2 separate regions of the Triticum aestivum genome follow, and region 1 is linked to region 2. A link is a contact called in public Hi-C data. All regions are on one chromosome and are shown on one strand. The core of a region is the stretch at or near the end of the contact, and the rest is flanking DNA. Distances in the headings are between cores, read along the strand shown.

What was found. Hi-C and Micro-C count contacts between places; a contact is called where the count stands out from the background.
Region 1: a contact with region 2 is called in a Hi-C map of leaf, with 5 times the contacts expected there. The contact joins the promoter of LOC123083087 here to the enhancer-like site in region 2. A contact is called at or near these places in 2 of 5 Hi-C or Micro-C datasets (both in leaf).

Annotation. Positions count from the first base shown.
Region 1 is chr4A:680,097,270-680,103,413 of IWGSC CS RefSeq v2.1, reverse strand. It overlaps LOC123083087 (E3 ubiquitin-protein ligase Os03g0188200), which reads left to right and starts at 2,874. Exons shown (of 1, transcript XM_044505221.1): 1 at 2,874-4,523. The coding sequence starts at 2,986. The coding sequence ends at 4,053. It overlaps LOC123088089 (protein DETOXIFICATION 27), which reads right to left. Exons shown (of 8, transcript XM_044510247.1): 6 at 6,065-6,144; 7 at 5,868-5,954; 8 at 5,436-5,766. The coding sequence ends at 5,719.
Region 2 is chr4A:680,015,097-680,020,779 of IWGSC CS RefSeq v2.1, reverse strand. No RefSeq gene overlaps it. Among protein-coding and RNA genes, the nearest start is that of LOC123083086, 11 kb to the right of the region's middle. Within about 2 kb of position 4,234, at least 1 of the 8 cell types and tissues checked has an H3K27ac peak or open chromatin away from gene starts, as enhancers often do. A contact at or near this core is called in leaf, where this site is marked.

The DNA of each region.
Region 1 (6,144 bases), core at 1,625-4,124, 84 kb before region 2:
GTCGTTTCTATGGATTTTTGCCGGCTACGATGTAGCGGACACAAGGCCTCTTACGAGCCAGCCCAGTTCACCTCTTTTGTATATCCGAAAAAAATTATATATTACAATACAATAGCATGTATTTATAAAATTAGTCGTGATTTTTTTTAAAAAATTGAGTCTTCAAAAATATTCACATATTCTAATAAGTTCAAATTTTGAATATCACTATTCATGAATTTTCAATAATAGTTTAGGATTATAGAATATGTTCATATATATTTTTTAAAATGTGAGTTTGGAAAATATTTGTAAATTTACAAAATATATTGGCAAGTCTGAAAAAATATCAAGGATTTTTTTTAACTCTAATCTTGAAAAAGTATTAGTGAACATATAAAGTGGAAAAGTGAAAAGGAAAAAATTAATAAAATTGCATTAACAAATAAAAATATACAAAACAAAATCAAAATGATAAAAAAAAGCTAAAATCAAGAAGAAATCGACCTAGAATATATTTTTTGAGGGGTAAACAAAGCTCTGTTCACCGAAGTCCACAAAATGTGGGATACAATTCTGGTCGTGGGATTGGCCAAACCAAACAAGACGTCCCACACCTAAAGACAAATGGAACTTGGCTAAACTATGTGCTTCAACATTGACAGCACGACCTTCAAAAGTGAAATTACAACTAAAAAGCGAAGATTGAAGTTTAATCTCGATGATAATGGCTCCATTACTACAACGGTTATCTTTCTGGATATGACCAATGACCTGCTTAGCATCCGAAGCAACCACAAACTGGTGAAGCTTGAGATCCTCTGCTAGGGGTAGGGCCTCCATGCATGCAATGGCCTCCAAGATCGATGGGTTATCAACTCCACCTATATCCAGCGCCGAGCTCCCTAGGAAGGTTCCATCTATGTCTCTGCAAACGGCTGCAGCTGATCCCCCAATTCCTTTTTAGAATCCTGCATCAACATGAATTTTGGCATAGCCCAACGGTGGTGCTTTTGGTCGCTGATTTGTGCCAACGGGTATAGATGGATGGCCCTGAATAGAAACTGGCGGGGTCTCTTTTATCATATCTTGCTCCTTGATGAACCTATTGATGAAACAATTAGTAGATTGGGGGCTTTGAAAGATCCGCTCATGGATGGCCTTGCGACGTGCTACCTATATAGTGCATAGTGTGACGGAGAGCTTGACAAATAGAGCATGCGATAATGAGTCCATGAGTGTAAACAATCACGGTTTTGCATTCAGTTCGGTGCAAAACACAAATTAAACAAAGAAAGAAAAAAAAAATCAAAAAGCCCATGAGGGATGCAGAAAACAAAGAAATGGGCCGGCCCACGTGGATCACAAGCGAGTGTTTGCTCGCGATTCCACGCGCAACGTGTGATACATCACTTGATCACATTAACGTGATGTTATGACTCCAATGAAGATGCCGGAACTTCTTAGTTGTGCAGCATTTGGGAAAATAATAAGTAATAATAAAATTGAAGATGTTATTTTGGTTTATGGTTTTAGATTTGAGTTCCTACTGTATAATTCAGCAACGTCAAAGCAAAACCATGCAGGATTCATGTTGCCCATTTAATGGTTGATTGTTGCAAGGTTTGGACAATCTAAACTGTGTGTGACTACCTCGTCGATCAACAACAACATGCTGCTAGAACGCTAAAATGTACCACCACCGAGGAGATATATCTTGGCTCGCCAAATTTACGCTGAACATTAATCAAGGACTCGACATCGTTAGTGTTTATCAAACCAGAAAAACCATCCCAACTTGCGTTCATAATATGTTCATTATTATCACTAGCACGTCAGCTTGGGGGTATGATGTGCTAGGCGTGGCGCGTACGTGAACCAGGGTGGCCGGCAGGTCGGAAAGTGGTCTGACCCAAGATAGGCTGAGCCACACCGGGTAGTGGTGCTGGTGCCGTCCAATCGCTGCTTTTGGTATCCATCGGCCGGACCTTTAATTTACCTTGGAAAAACATTCACGATACACAGCGTCGGTGTCTTTAACCTGCGCTCTTGGACTGAACCGGAGCAAAGACTCGTTCTTGCTGGCTTTTCTATGATCATTCAACAATGGTAGGTGATGTGAACCCGCACCGCCCAGGCATATTTTTGCTTACGCCGCACCCTGGAGAAGAATAATAGAGTAACAAAACTCTACTTTTGAAAGGCCTGGCCTAATTATCTATTGTTAGAATTTGGCTTATTGAATCAGTAGTAGTCAATGTGTATGTGCAATGCATGTTAATTTAAAAGTATATTAAGTGCATGCGGATATTAACTAGGATATTATTTACGTGTTACTATATTTGGTATGAAATTAATTGCATGCTAATCGTGTTAAGCGCTCGACATTAAAGCAATCTAGGTCGTTGGATTGACATGATTTGATGGTTAAGATTAAGTCGATCTGCCCCTTTGAATCTTTTTATATTGATATAAGATATAGATATAGAAACAAGGACCTCGCAAAAAAAAAACTCTTACCAAATGCAGCCATGAAAAAAGGCATGAGATGAGACGGTTACAAATTTAAATTAAAATAACCCGGCATTCGTTGTCCTCCACAGGATTACTACGCGCCAGAGAAAAGCTATAGAAATGAGAGGCCAATAATTCTACTTTTTTATTAAGGCGATTTGCCTGGGCTGACGAACATGTCAGCAGCCAATGAGAAGCTCGGTCAGCCGCACCGCCCGCTCTTCTTCCACCTCTCACCGGCGAGGCGAGCTACACGTCCCCGTCCCACATGACCACGTCCTGTTTCCCCAGTCCCTGACTGGTGGTCCCGCACAAACATTCTCTACGCACATCACCATCCCGATCTTACGTTACACTTTTTCGTCCGGCGTAATCAAACACTTCCTTCCCGTTCCATCAAAACCTCCCTCCTTTTTCTTTCTTTTCCTTTCTCTCCGGCGCCACGATAAATCTGCACGGCCGCCGGCGGTTCGCCCCTGCCAAGAGACGGCAATGGCTCGCGGCCAGATCACATCGCTACTCCTCTTCCTCCTGCTCTCATCGACCGCGCTCCCGTGTCTGGCTCAGCAGAGCAACAGCACGGGCCACACCCGTTCGTCCAGAACCGCCGGCGGGTTCTCGCCGACCACCGTCGTCGTGCTCGTCGTCCTCATCGCGGCCTTCGTCGTCCTCACGCTCTTTTCGATCTACATCAACCGCTGCACCGGCGGGCACCCCGTCCCTCGCCGGCCGTACCGTAGCACGGTCCCTGATCAGCCCGTCGATGCCGCCGCCCACTCGGATCGCTGCCGCCCCCGTGGCCTCGACAAGGAGGTCGTGGAGGCCTTCCCGACGGCCGTCTACGGCGACGTGAAGGCGCGCATGGCGACCAACAAGTCGGGCCCGCTCGAGTGCGCCGTCTGCCTCACCGAGTTCGAGGACAGCGACGAGCTCCGGGTCCTCCCGGCGTGCTGCCACGTCTTCCACCCGGAGTGCATCGACCCGTGGCTCGCCGGCGCGGTCACCTGCCCGCTCTGCCGGGCCGATCTCACCGAGCCCCCCGCGATCCCGGCCGCCGCCGAGAGCCGCGGCTACCTGACGGACACGGCCGTGCAGGAGGAGCCGGAGGAGCTCGACGAGGAGTGCTCGGTGGTCTCTTTCACGGCTGAATCCCTCACCAGCTTCAGCACGGTATGGAGGCACGAGTTCACGGGCGCGGAGTACAACCACTACCGCAGGACGCAGTCGGCCATGGACGCGCCGGACCGGCACACTCTGAGGCTGCCGGAGCACGTCATGAAGGAGCTCGCCGCCGTCCGGAGGCACCGGCGGGCGGCCAGCCTCGCCGCAGAGTACCCAGACACCGCGGATCAGAAGACACCGGGGTGGCTGACCTCGTTCCTGCGGTCCATGTCATGGCAGCGGCAGAGCCGCGGGGACTCGGACGCCGGGGAGGAGCACGGCGGCAGCAAACGGATTCATCCCGTGGCCGGAGCGCCGGTTGAAAAACCGAGCGGGTCGGGGTCCGGCGGGGACGAGAAGAAAGAGAGCTCCGACGTTGACGCGTTAAACCGGGTTTGACCTCTTCGTTCGTCCTTGTGTGTAATCTTGTCTGAGTTTCCTTATGCAAATAGAAATTTTACAGACCTCCATGGCTTGCGATCTCCTCGTTTCTTTCTCTCTTTGAATTTGGAAGGAAGAAGATCTCCTTGGATTCATGCACCTGCTGCCGTAGACAGAAGTTTTCAGATTATGCATTACATCGTCGTGAATTAATTGTGCAATTAGTTCTGCTACAGAAATTACCGCGTTTACTTGTGCGACTTATGGCAAGGCGTTAATTACTTCCTATGTTACCTGGTGGCCCTTGACTGCAGCTCCCTGGTTGTCAACGACGCTTACACCAAGAACGCACTCCATAGCAAAATCCAGTTGTTCTTGGGTTATATGTATGTTATTAATGCATGTTACTCTTCATCGTGGCTAGTTTAAGAACACACTTCATAAGCAAAATTCAGTTGTTCTAATGTTGTAACCAGACCATATCGTTTAAGATACTCCGGACATCATCAATAGCCCTTGAAACCGGTCTTTAAGTTGAATGCACCTCGGTTCTTCTGAGCAAATCTTTGTTTTAGAAAGTCGGTCTTGAAAACCTTTTTTTGTAGGGTCGGTCTTGCAAACTAATTTAACAAATCCTCATGTGTCCAATTCCTTGATTTGCTGGATTGCATCCGAGGAGCTTCATGCCCACCTCGGTTTTCACCAAGCACCTCATCATTTCCGTGCCGATCCAGATGTTAGAAATCTTTCCCGTGCGGTCATTCGGCTTAGTGATGGCCCGGCCCGGCTCTGGCAATCACAGGCCGACCCCATCCGTTAGCCCACCTGGCTGCAAGGTGCCTCCGTCTCCACTGTCAACATAACGTGCGGACATGGGCCAGGGCCTCGTCATAGTCAGTCTTATCAGATAAGTGATCATGCACCTTGATACATACGGTAGTAATCTGTTGCCGTTTCGTGCTTTACCCCGCTCATAAATGCAAATCTCACACACCCCGACAAGGCTGAGGGTGATCATTCTTGGTCTGTCAGAGGACGAACACGCATAACCATGTTATCGGCTCTGCAGGACAATGGAAATAAGTTTCAAAGAAAATTTCGTGGAAACTACGTTTGGAAGTTTCCAAAAAATCTGAAAAAAATAGAGGATATTATGAGGGTGATGTTGTATTGCCATGCAAAATTTAAGTTCAAACACATTATGAGCAAAGAATAGCGACGTTTCCTTTAAACGAAACTTGATTTTCATGTGATATTCTCTTCAGGAGAAATTGATGAAAACAACGAGCAGCCCATTTCATTTTTCCGTTTTGTTTTTATTATCATGAGATAGAGAAATCAACATTGAGGAGTTGTAAAAAAAAAGCCTCCAAGAAGAAAAAAAAAACAAGTGGAAAAAATTGGCCAAACTTCATTCCAAATGGCCGAACTTGTATTGCTTGAATACGAACAACAAAGAATGTATACACCACAATAGCACAACAATACTACTACAAAACTGTGCTAAGCCTCCTCTCCCTTGCAAGAGTGTCGATGTCTGAAGTATGCAACACCGCGGCCATCTTTCTCCTTCAATGCACCGTACAAATCTGACTACGAGCCCGCCGAACTGCGCGCACGGCCAGCCGGCCGGCCGGAACGGTGCTTGTACCTTAGAGGGAACTTGCTCTCGTAGCTCCCCGATCACCGGACCTCGGACCACTTGTCCATCCGTGTGCTCGCGACCATGGCCTGCCAGTGACATCCAGGTCAAAAAACGCATCAGCAGTCAGCACTACGACCACCCAGTTACACGCAAAGATCCTCAATTTTCAGCAGGCTCGCTCACTCACCTCCTTTTCCCAGTCGCAGCGAATGGTCATGATGGCCAGGATCAGCGTCTGGACGGCCGTTCCGCCGATCATCCCCGCCCAGATCCCCTGCAAAACATTTCGCACACAAAAGTCGTCAGTGCGGCGCCGAGACCGAAGTGTAGAAGCAACCACGGCAGCTACTAAGATGAGAGAGATGTACTACTAGCAGCACGTACCAGGACGCCAAGGTTGAAGAGCCAGCCAAGGAGGACGCCCATGGGGACGCCGATGAGGTAGTAGCTGCCGATGTTGATGT
Region 2 (5,683 bases), core at 2,985-5,484:
CTATTATTCCCTCGCAGCTAACGGGCTGCCACACCGCGGAATATAAGGACATGCTTGAGACCTATAAGTAACAATTGTTGCGTAGTGAATTAGTGATTGCATGATTCACCAAAGACCTCCTTAGAACCCTCCTTGACAGTTGACACATGTGATAATAGCCTCGGACTGCCACGAAGTGGTTACGAACATCAACAAGGGCACGGGAGGCATATATGCTGGCATTGTGAAGAGATCAAAGCAACTTCTACGCAGTTTGCGATATGTTCTTTCATCTTTGATTCTAATATAGAGGCACATAGCCTCACTAAGCATGTTTTATGCCTTTCTTTTGGGCGCCATGTGTGGCTCCTAGACACTCAGTACCTAAACATGATCCCAATATATTTGGACTTTGATTACCAATAAAGTGTGTTTTGACCCAAACAAACCAAACACCTCCTAACCCGCAAGAGCTATTTCTCGCCTAGAGCGATATGGGAGATTGTCTTGCTATAGGAGAGCAAGACCGGGCCGGCCCTTTTAGTGCAGTTTTCTCGTTCGAGGTACTCGCTCGCTATAGGTTCGCATTAGGCCGGATTTCTATGTTTTTGTTTTTTTGTTACTCTTCGGTTCTTTTTGTATTTTCACCGGTTTTCTTTGGTTTTTCTTTTTCGTTTTATCCCGATTTCTTTCATTTTTGTATGTGTTTTTCTTTACCTTTTTAGAACCTTTGTTGATTGTTTCTTGCTCATCGGTTTCTTTTATATTTTTCATTGTTTTTCTTCATTTTATTTGTTTCTTTATTGGTTTTAATCTTTTATTAGTTTTCTGTATGGAACGTGAATATTTTTCCAAATATACCGAGTAATTTTTGAAAATACATATTTTTTATGTCTACTTTTTTCCATATAGATTGTATATTTTCTGTATACATTAGGAATATTTTTTACATATGCCTTTAATATTTTTCATATACATGCTTAACATTTTTCTAATACATGATTAACATTTTTCCAAAAAAATTCGATATATGCTTTCCCATACACATTCTCCATATTTTGATACATCGGGGACATTTTCTATATACATGTTTAACATTTTTCATTTACACATTTAACAAATTTCTAATACATGATTAACATTTTCTAAAAACATATAATTTATGTCAACTTTTGTCACACACACACACTGTATATTTTTTGTATACATCAGGAATATTTTCTATGTACATGCTTACCATTTTTTAAATACACGATTAACATTTTTAGAACATATATTTTTTGTGTCTACTTTTTTCATACACATTCTACATTTTTCGTTTATATAAGGAATTTTTTATACACGCTTAACATTTTAAAACACGTGATTCATTTGTTTGAGAAACATGATTAAGTTTTTTCAACATACATATTATCGATGTCTATTTTTTATACATGTTTAACATTCTTAGAAACATTATTAATATTTTCTAAATACATGATAACGTTTTTTATACATGATTAACATTTGTAACATGTATGGTTAGTATTTTCATTTTAATATTAAAATGATTTTTATAATAGTAATAACTTTTTTGGAAATATAAACAAAAGTAAGAAAACAAGGGAATAGAGAAAAGAAAAAATGTGAAAAAAGGAAAGGCAACAAAGAAAGAACTACCAACCTTGGCCGGCTCATTTATGGCGATTCCCTACGCAAGCAAGCGCTACAGCTCGCGTCGGGCAATATATAGCCGTGCCCCTCCACCACCCATGCCGCACGGTGCGTGGCTTATAAGGGTCAACCGTGCACCCTGCACGTGCTTTGAACCGACTCATGAGCGGGGCGGGGCGCCCATATATTTTATATTTTTTAACTAAAAGATGTTCATAAATTCAATAATATGCTATGGATTAAATATGATTCATCAATTTGGAAAAATGCTTTGGATTATATATGATTCATAAATTTGAAAATGTGTTGGATTAAATATGATTCATCAATTTGATTGTTGCTTCGAATATTAAAATGTACCAGGATTTCAAACAATGTTCCAAATTTCAAATAATATTCATAAATTTTAAATACGGTCATGATTTTTTATATTCAAGTATTTAAAAATAGTTCACGAATTTGAGAATTTTTCTGAATTTTAAAAACTGTTTGAATTTAAATAAATGTTTGAAATTTCAGAAAAGTTTTATGAGTTTTAAAAATGTTCGTAAATTTCAAAAATATTCGCAAAAAGGAAAAAGGAAATAAAAACCAAAGCAAAGACATAGAGAAAAAAGAAAAAAAGTTTTGGGAAGGTTCTAGAACTTTCTTAAAGCCAATGGTCAAACAACAAATGGACACGCCCATGTTGTGTCACAGCCACTCCAGAGGTGGAAACGTGCGCTATCGGCCGTGTTACACGGAAAATTTGAATCGCCAATTCAACCATCATTCCCCAGCAATCCGCGGCATTTTTTTGGAAGAAAAACCAGGGGGAAGAGTACTACATGAAAAACACACGCGCGTGTGCGCGCACACACACACACACCTTATAGCATCTTCAATAGATGATGTAAAACTTAGTGATGCAAAAAAGCGATTATAGGGTAGGAGAGAGATGATTTATATGCATCGTGGCTGATGTTGTCCAATAGATTCCAAAAATTGGTGCCTAAAAATTGGAAAGTTGTTGTTTTTCCGATAGATCCAATGGTGGGGGAGGATTGGAGGCTAATTTGATGATCGCCGATAGCCAAGCTCAATTTCGGCCAATGGAGCTCGCTAGGCCGCCAAGGACAAAAGTTGGGAGGGACCAGGAGCCGGGGTGGGGTGGGGGTGCGGCCAAATTTGGTGATGGCGCCGCCCAGCCCCTCGAAGAGCTACGAATGGGGCCAGAGATTCGGTAGTGGTCGTGCTGGTCGTTTGGAAATTGCACAAACACCAATTGACCTTGGTGGGTAGTGACGCGGTGAAGGCCATCTCATGCAGTGGAGGTGGGCGTGGTATGGCCAGAACCTGTAGCATTCTGAGCTTCTGCGACGGCGGTCGGGATCACAATGGTTGTCTTAGTCGACGGGAACGAGTTGCGGGGTGGCGACAAGGACGAGGGCAGTCACTGGAGTGGTGGCCGTGGTGACCTGCGACGAGAATTGACCAACGATCTGGCAAAGTGGAAATTTCAGAGTGGCAGTTGGGTTCCCGCGCGCAGTTGTGTCATCCATCATTGTCTGTTGCGCCTCTACAGCTTGAGTGCAAGGGAGGGCCGGTGGCGATCCTATGTGTAGGAGGAGGAAGGTACACAGAGAAGGGGCTAGGGGAGGGGTTGCATGAGGAGGAGGACGGGCATCAGCAACGTAGAGGAGGGGTTAGGATTAGGGAAGTGGGGAGTGGAGGGCGGAAGTGAGGAGAGGACAGGCACGGCTCGGTCTCCACCACGGACGAGACCGATATTTATGGGCCCGGGTGAAATGACTAAAATGTCCCGATGAGAGCATGAAATTTTCGTTTTATTGCAATTGGAATTTTATACAACGGTTGAGCTCAATCGTGGTGAAATTCTAATTGGCTCACATCAAAACAGCCCGAGACCCAACGGCCAGGATTGCAGAGGAAAAACGATCAGATGGTCCAGAATGCCAAATCGCTGTGAGAAGCTCATTCCCTAGGGTCTGTACTACTGGGATATGTCCAACCTCATACAGGCTCCGGGTTTTCACTTTTTTATCTTCCACTTTAGGGGGTGTTTGTTTACATGGACTTATTAGTATAGGAATTTAAAAAAGTCCTTTTTAGTCCCATCTAAACCAAACAAAAGAGACTTATATAAACTTAAATTGGGCATTTAGGACTTATGAAAGAAGACCCTCAAAAAAAGTCTTTTTGAGACTTTTAGTTATAACATGATCTCTTAGTCCATGTTTAGTCCCAGAAACCAAACAGGTAAAGGAACAGGCAGAGACTTTTTAAAGACTAGCGACTTTTAAGGTTTTTTTTTGAAGGAGACTTTTAAGTTGGGACTAAAAAAAGTCTTAAGACTTATGAATCAAACAAGGCCTTAGACTGTCACGTTATATTGACCCTTTTTATCGTCATGTCGTTATTTGGTTGTCAAAATCGTGTTAGGTCGATGATCGCGATCGGCCCGTCTCGAGCTTAATCGGAACACACATGCGAGAATTGTTCAACGTTGATGTTACTTCCGCGCGGCTTACATTGGCTCCATCCGAGGGATGGATCAACGGTCACAAATTAATCGGTGTTTATCTTACCTTTAGTTGACCGGTCAGTTTTCTGGCATGCGTAGACCGAGGGGCCAGGCATACGTACGTGTTCGTACACTCGATGTATACTCAGTATGAGCGTGACAGGTCTGTAATACACACACCTCAGTACCTCACTGACCCGATAATCCCAGTCAATGTTCTGGTTATTTTCTCCAAAAAAAACTGGTATTTATACAACTCGTGAGGAATTTACACATGTTCTAATTAGTAGCTATCGGTGTGAACTTACACATGTCATAATGCCTGAAGAATTTTCCGCGAAGGGAAAAATGCTTTCTGAAGAATGGTTCGCCGCAGCCTCTTGGTTCTTTAGTTTTCCCCCTTTTTATAGTAGGTGAATTCGTTTAGTCGTTGACCTTTGAGGTTTGAACATCCATCCAAAATCCAAGCAATCAGATAATCAAATGCTCATTATCCGCTGGCGCTGCTACGTTTCATACGACGGATGAACGACTCCCACGGCAGCTAAGCGAAACAATATAGGAAAAAACTGAGGGCATCTCTAACGCCAATTCTTAAACCACCCGCAACCGTTCGGACGTAACTGTTCAAATCCCGGAAACCATCCAAGGCCAGCCCCCATATGTCCACAGAGCAGTACGGACTATGATTTTCCCACAAACTGGAACCAAATGCGTGAGGCCTTTGCGGGAGTCCAGACACGAAACGCACCAGACTATGTCGCCCACTGAAAGGATCGATATGGTTGACTAGAGGGGAGGAGGGGGGGTGAATAGGCAACTAACAATTTTTAGCTTTTCTTTACTAAATTAAACTTTGCATCAAAGTAGGTTGTCTAGATGTGCAACTAGGTGAGCAACCTATATGATGCAACAACAACAAGCACACAAGTAAGCAAGGGAAGTAACACTAATAAGTTTGCACAAGTAAAGGTACGAAATAATCAAGAGTGGAGCCGGTGAAGACGAGGATGTGTTACCGAAATTCCTTCTTTTTGAGAGGAAATACGTCTTCGTTGGAGCGGTGTGGAGGCACAATGCTCCCCAAGAAGCCACTAAGGCCATCGTATTCTTCTCACGCCTCACACAATGCGAGATGCGGTGATTCCACTATTGCACTAGTGCAGAACCGGGCAATAGCACCGGTTCATAAGGGGCTTTAGTGCCGGTTCGGTAACCGGCACTAAATTGTAGGCACTAAAGGCCCCCACTCCTTTAGTACCGGTTCAGCACGAACCGGTGCTAAAGGGCAAACACGTGGCACGAGCCAGCTCCGTGGGCGCGTAGGACATTAGTACCGGTTGGTAACACCAACCAGTACTAAATGTTTTGGTGTGTTTTAGTTTTATTTTTTATTTTTACTTTAATTTTGTGTTTTCAATTTAATTTAGTGATTGTTTTACATTATAATGAGTTGTTAAATCATTAGGTGATTAGTTTGACTGGATGCGTGTGGATCCTAGCTAAGTCATCAAGTATATGTCATAT